Regions from separate parts of the Mus musculus genome. Here region 1 is linked to region 2. A link is a contact called in public HiChIP or PLAC-seq data. All regions are on one chromosome and are shown on one strand. The core of a region is the stretch at or near the end of the contact, and the rest is flanking DNA. Distances in the headings are between cores, read along the strand shown. Region 1 holds the start of Fblim1 (filamin binding LIM protein 1). Region 2 overlaps Spen (spen family transcription repressor).

The links. HiChIP or PLAC-seq counts read pairs in DNA pulled down with a chosen protein or histone mark.
Region 1: a contact with region 2 is called in an H3K27ac HiChIP or PLAC-seq map of embryonic stem cells, with 9 read pairs. The contact joins the promoter of Fblim1 here to the enhancer-like site in region 2. A contact is called at or near these places in 4 of 115 datasets of contacts at active chromatin or transcription factors (embryonic stem cells and pancreatic cancer cells) and 4 of 9 other capture datasets (adipose tissue, embryonic stem cells, liver and 1 more).

The regions. Positions count from the first base shown.
Region 1 is chr4:141,598,548-141,601,260 of GRCm38.p6, reverse strand. Fblim1 (filamin binding LIM protein 1) reads left to right here and starts at 1,337. Exons shown (of 9, transcript NM_001163256.1): 1 at 1,337-1,413.
Region 2 is chr4:141,505,104-141,507,803 of GRCm38.p6, reverse strand. The region is part of intron 3 of Spen (spen family transcription repressor); the gene reads left to right. Among named protein-coding and RNA genes, the nearest start is that of Gm4123, 29 kb to the left of the region's middle. Within about 2 kb of position 1,308, at least 159 of the 459 cell types and tissues checked have an H3K27ac peak or open chromatin away from gene starts, as enhancers often do. A contact at or near this core is called in adipose tissue, embryonic stem cells, liver and 2 more, where this site is marked.

The DNA of each region.
Region 1 (2,713 bases), core at 88-2,587, 93 kb before region 2:
GGCTCTCATCTGGGGATGGTGGCAGCAATCCAGCCTCTGGGACTAGCAGATCCGGGTGCCTAAGGGGCACTCTCCGGTCTGGCTTGAATCTAGCCTTGTCCAGTGCCCATTGCACAAGCCTCGGTCCTCGCCGGCTTCAGTGTCTGGTCTGTGGGGTGGGACCTATCAGCCCTGGAGTAGAGTCTGGAAGGGTTAGATGAAAGGTTTGAAAGGGACACAAGGGAAGTCTCTAGAAACAGCAGTTACTGTCGTCGTTGTGACTCCACACTGGCGGGTAGAATCAAATGGAAAAATCTAATGGCAAAGACTGGGGAGGCCATTAAGGGGGTGGGGCTTAGTGGGGAGGCGGAGGATGGAGCTGAGCACCCAGACACCCCACTCTGACACCTCTCTTCTGCAGCAATACAAGGACCACCTCGAGGAGCTGTTGTATGTGGGGGGGGGGGGCGAGGAGGGCTGCAGAAGGGGACCTAATCCTTCCTAGTTACCCCCCCCCCATGACTCTGGGTCCAGCTCTCCCCTGCCCAGTCCCCCATTGTGCCTCTAATCGAAAGAACAATCGGCTTGCCTGGGAATCAGACCTAGATTCCTTTCCCCTGCAATGTCTTCAGGTCTCTAGGGACCTGAGCTGTCCAGAGCAGCCCCAACCCAGGCCGCAGGGCCCTGTGCTCTGCTTCTTCAGGGGCCAGTAACAGGGCCGGAAAGCAAACAGGTGACCTGATTGTTTCCCCTGTCTCCTGTAAGGGCCTCTTTCCACTACAGGACCTGAGACCCACTTGTAGAAGGATTCATAGGCTCACACAGGCAGTGACAGCCCAGGACAGCAGATCCAGGTGACTTGCTTCGCTGGGGTGTCTGAAAACCCTACCCCAGGCATCCTTTGAATAAGCCCCGCAACTCCAGTATATGTTAGCATTATCGCTTTAACTCTAGGCCACGTTGCAGAGGTGGGCTGTGCGGACCCCATTTTAGGAATTAAAGATTGAGGCTTAAGAAAACGGGGTTGACAGTCCAGGTCATGCGTCTAGCCTAACTTATGACCCTGAAGGATTTCAGAGTCAGTCTGGCTACAAGTACCCCTCTCCACCAATTGGGGCAGGTGGAGCCTCTCATCCAGGTGACCTAGAGCGAGGTTGGCTAAGGATCCCACTCCCCAGCCCGCCCCGCCCCTCCCCGGTGCACCGTGGGGGTGGGCAGCGGAGGAGGAGCCACAGGGAAGGGGAGGAGTGGTGGGAACAAAGGGAGGGGGCGCGGCCACAGGTGGGGGGGCAGGTAGGGCGAGCCAGCGCCCCCTCCCCGAGCGTCACCTTTTATGGTAAGGCGCGCGCGGGGCGGCGGGCGGAGGGAGGCTGGGGCGGGAGCAAGGGGCGGAGGCGCAGCGCCGGCGGAGGCCGGGCGTGGGGAGCGCGGCAGGTAAGCGGGTGCGGCGTGGGGGTCCTGGCTGTGCTCCCCGGGCAGGGTCAACTTCAGGTGGCCACATGGGCAACTCTCGGCCACCGTACTGAACCCAGCTCGGCGCGGTTGGGGGGCTCGGGGCGGGTACTGTGTCTTGTCCCTGTGTGTCCCAGGATCTCAGCCATTGGGGACTCTGGGAGGCTGTGCGGGGACGGCACAGGGGTCATCTCCTGGCTCTTGATTGGGACGGGTTGAGCAGGGCAGAGGCTCCCGCACAAAGAGGATAGCGTCCCGCATATGGATCGAATTATAGTCACTGCGGTGACCCGGCCAACTGTCCCGCTCTGCTGCTGTGCCAGGGAGCAGAGTTCCCGAGTTCTTTTGCCCCTCCCGGACCCTGTTTCCAGCTCCAGTCTGGAGAGGGAAAGGAGGGTCCTGGGGTCTCCTCGCCTGGCTTGGCGGGGTGTGGAAGTGGGCGATCCCCAAAGTGAGTGCAACTACTCCCCCATCTCCAGGCCAGACCTGAGGTCCCAGGGGGAGAGGCTGGGCAGCGCCCAGATTCCAGCTTTTAACAATGGAGATCACTGTCCTCCAGCCGCAGGGCTCCTTCTTCCCCCCTGGGGCTGAACGACCAGCTGGCCTCCCCAGCCACCCTCCAGGGCAGACTTCTATTCTCTTTATGAATAGAAAGCGAGCCCAGAGAGGTTGAGTGACCGCGTCAAGGTCGCCCAGTACAAAAGACCGGTAGCCTGAGGAGATCTGACTTCTGCGCCTCTTCCTTTCTCTGGTCTAGGAAAGAGGATGAGAGAGGCCCTTAGCCTTCTGAGATCGCAAGGTGTCTTGTGGGAGTGAGTGGGGGGACATTCACTCTTCCACTTTCAGCAAAGTTTAATTCTAGTCCTCAACTTAGATTGCTTATTGGTCTGTGTGAAAGAGCAATGCTTAGAAATGACTCGGAGGTGGCTTTAGAGTGCGGGCAAAGAGTTATCGAGGCCGCCAGCACATCCCCTCCCAGGGGCTGCAGCCTAAGGCCGGCCCTGGCTGGCTGGCTGGCCGGCTCTCAGCCTCCTTCCTTCCTCTTGACAGGAAATGACTTTCTTTCCCTTTGTTCCCACTTTCTCCGCTTACCCAACTGGATCTGGGTGTCTGATTTGCCCTCCGGGGGAGGAAGGATGGGGGTGGAGGGTCTGCTGGGAAGTTTTCATAGAATGCTCCCCCCAACCCCCACCCCACCCCCGCCTGGGTGAACTCAGGGTTAGTGGGACCAAAGGGAAGCGCCAGCAGGCTCTCCTTAAGGGACCTGACAGGGCTTTGAAAA
Region 2 (2,700 bases), core at 59-2,558:
TTTGGACTAACAAATGAAATATATATATATTTTGGGGCCCTTAGGAAGATTTCAAGTAAAGGTTTAGAGAATTTCTTTTTTACTTAAAGCAGCCAATGTCAAAAATTAAAGATAGAGGGTTGTTTTGTTTTGAGGAGGGGCTATTGGGTATGGGATCTAGGCCCTTTGTCCTGCTCTCCACTAAGCTCCACCCTCTAGCTGTATGTACTCTTAAGAGGGATGCCTCTTATGTAAGCCCAGGTGAGGGGCTGCGTTGCCTTACATGAATTACTTGAGCCTCTCCAGGGTTCAGAAAACAGCATCAAAGAAAATGTGCTGAGCAAAAACTATAATCATGACTGTGGGCCTTTCTAGCCATTAGGTGATGTTTCTAGTTTGTAATTCCCTACTGTTCATGGTGGAATCCAGTAGAAGTCAGATAATGGTATTATCCACTAGGGTTTCTGCTTCCTTGAAGTATGGTATCCAGATTTTCCTGGAAGTTATCTTCAGAACTGGTAGTCAGTGGCCAGACCCGAGGGACAGCAACTCCTCACCTCCCGCCCCCACGCCCAGAGTGTTCGTGCATGCTCCGCTTCATGCAGTGTAGGGCTGTTGAAAGGTGGAGTGTGTTTAGTAGAGTATTCTGGTGAGGATGGACGGACGGACTGCAGGTTTTCCCTTCCCATCCATGGCAACCTGCAGGGGTCACTGTGTGGCCTTCTTTAGCAGATGTTCTGTTTTGGCCACTGCAGGCCTTGCTTGCCACACAACCTTGTGTCTTAAGGCTGTGGGGCATGGCTGGGCTGGGAGTGGTGTGAGTTAAGGCAGGAAAGATGGGAGCCCAGTTCCAACTTCGATGAGCCAGGGGCAGGTGCATTCCTAGCTGGTTTCCCAGAAACGATGTCAAATCTAGAATTTTAGTAACGCTTAAAAGAAGTGTTTGTGTATGTGTGTGTGCATCTGTCTGACTGTCTGTCTGTCTGTCTGTCTGTCTGTCTGTCTTTTGGTGGTTTTCTGGCCAGAAGAATAGGTCTTCAGTTTGGGGCTTAGATGCTGAGCTTACTGGGGTTTGCTCTGCCCCTGGAGAAAAGAACCTGGAGCCCGTGGCTGAGTTTTGTTTGAGAAGCTAGGAACTGTGTTTGTATCTTGAACCAGCCTGAACTGGAATTATCCGGTTTGAGTTGGCTGTTTGCCACCTCCTGAAAGCTTCCTTGTTTTGCCAGCCTTTGCCTTGTTTGTGGCGTTGCTGGGTGCAGTGGGCAGAAACTGCTGCTGGGACTGTCCAGCCTGGTAGCATGGGTGTGCTCTTGGGGGCGGTGTCCACCAAGCCCAGAGGCGGGGCCGCTGGCCGGCTGCTGTCATAAGTCCTCTTGTCCTCCGCCTCTGCTGTAGTCCACCGTCCTCCTGTCTCTGCCTTTTCCATCGAGCAGGTGACCAGAGCTCCCTGGAGCTGCTTTTAGCCTTGCCAGGCTTTCTGTTCTTTCCCTTGGACTGTGCCAGGGTTGGTTTTGGTTAGGTTGAAAGTAATTGAAACAGGTTATGGTAAATCTGTGCTTGATGGAGTGTGGATTTTTTTTTTTTTTTTTTTTTGGTTTTCCTAGACAGGGTTTCTCTGTATAGCCCTGGCTGTCCTGGAACTCACTCTGTAGACCAGGCTGGCCTCGAACTCAGAAATCCGCCTGCCTCTGCCTCCCAAGTGCTGGGACTAAAGGCGTGCGCCACCACGCCCGGCTCTGGAGTGTGGATTTTAACTTTGATGAAATGTTTGTTTGTTTTCGAAGCAGGGTCTCACTGTGTAGCCCTGGCTGCTTTGGAATTTACTATGTAGACCAGGCTGACCTTCGAACTCAGAGGCGCACCTTTCTCTCCCTCCAGGTGCTGGGATTAAAGGTGCTGCCCTGTCTCCTTTGTTCTGTTTTTATACAAGTTTCTCAAGTAGCCCGGGCTGGCTTCCACTTTCTGGAGGTTCTAGAAATTCTGAGGACTTATGACAGCATCCTCACTCCTGAGCGTCGGCCTATAGGAGTGAGAGCCCTGGCTCTGGGCTTTTTATTTAGTAACTCCTTGCCATTTTTTCTCTCTTTTAAAAAATAATTTATTTTTACTTTGTGTGAATTAGTGTTTTGCTTGCATGCATGTCTGTGTGTGAGGGTGTCAGATCTTGGAGTTACACTTGAGAGCTGCCATGATGGGTCTTGAACCCGGGTCCTATTGAAAAGCAGTCTAGGCTCTTTACCTCTGAGCCCTCTCACTGGCTTTAACTTCTCTCTCTCTTTTTTAAAATATTATTTTTATTTAATATATACAAGTATATTGTATCTGCCTTCAGACACTCCAGAAGAGGGCATCAGATCCTATTACAGATGGTTGTGGGTGCTGGGACTTGAACTCAGGACCTCTGGAAGAGCAGTCAGTGTTCTTAACCACTGAGCCATCTCTCCAGCCCAATTTTTCCTTTTTTTTTTTTTTTAAATATTTATTTATTATTTTATGTAAGTACACTGTAGCTGTCTTCAGACACACCAGAAGAGGGCATCAGATGTCATTACGGATGGTTGTAAGCCACCATGTGGTTGCTGGGATTTGAACTCAGGACCTTCAGAAGAGCAGTCAGTGCTCCTAACCACTGAGCCATCTCTCCAGCCCCCCCCCTTTTTTTTTAAATCATCTTTTTTTTTTTTTTTAGATTTATTTATTATATGTAAGTACACTGTAGCT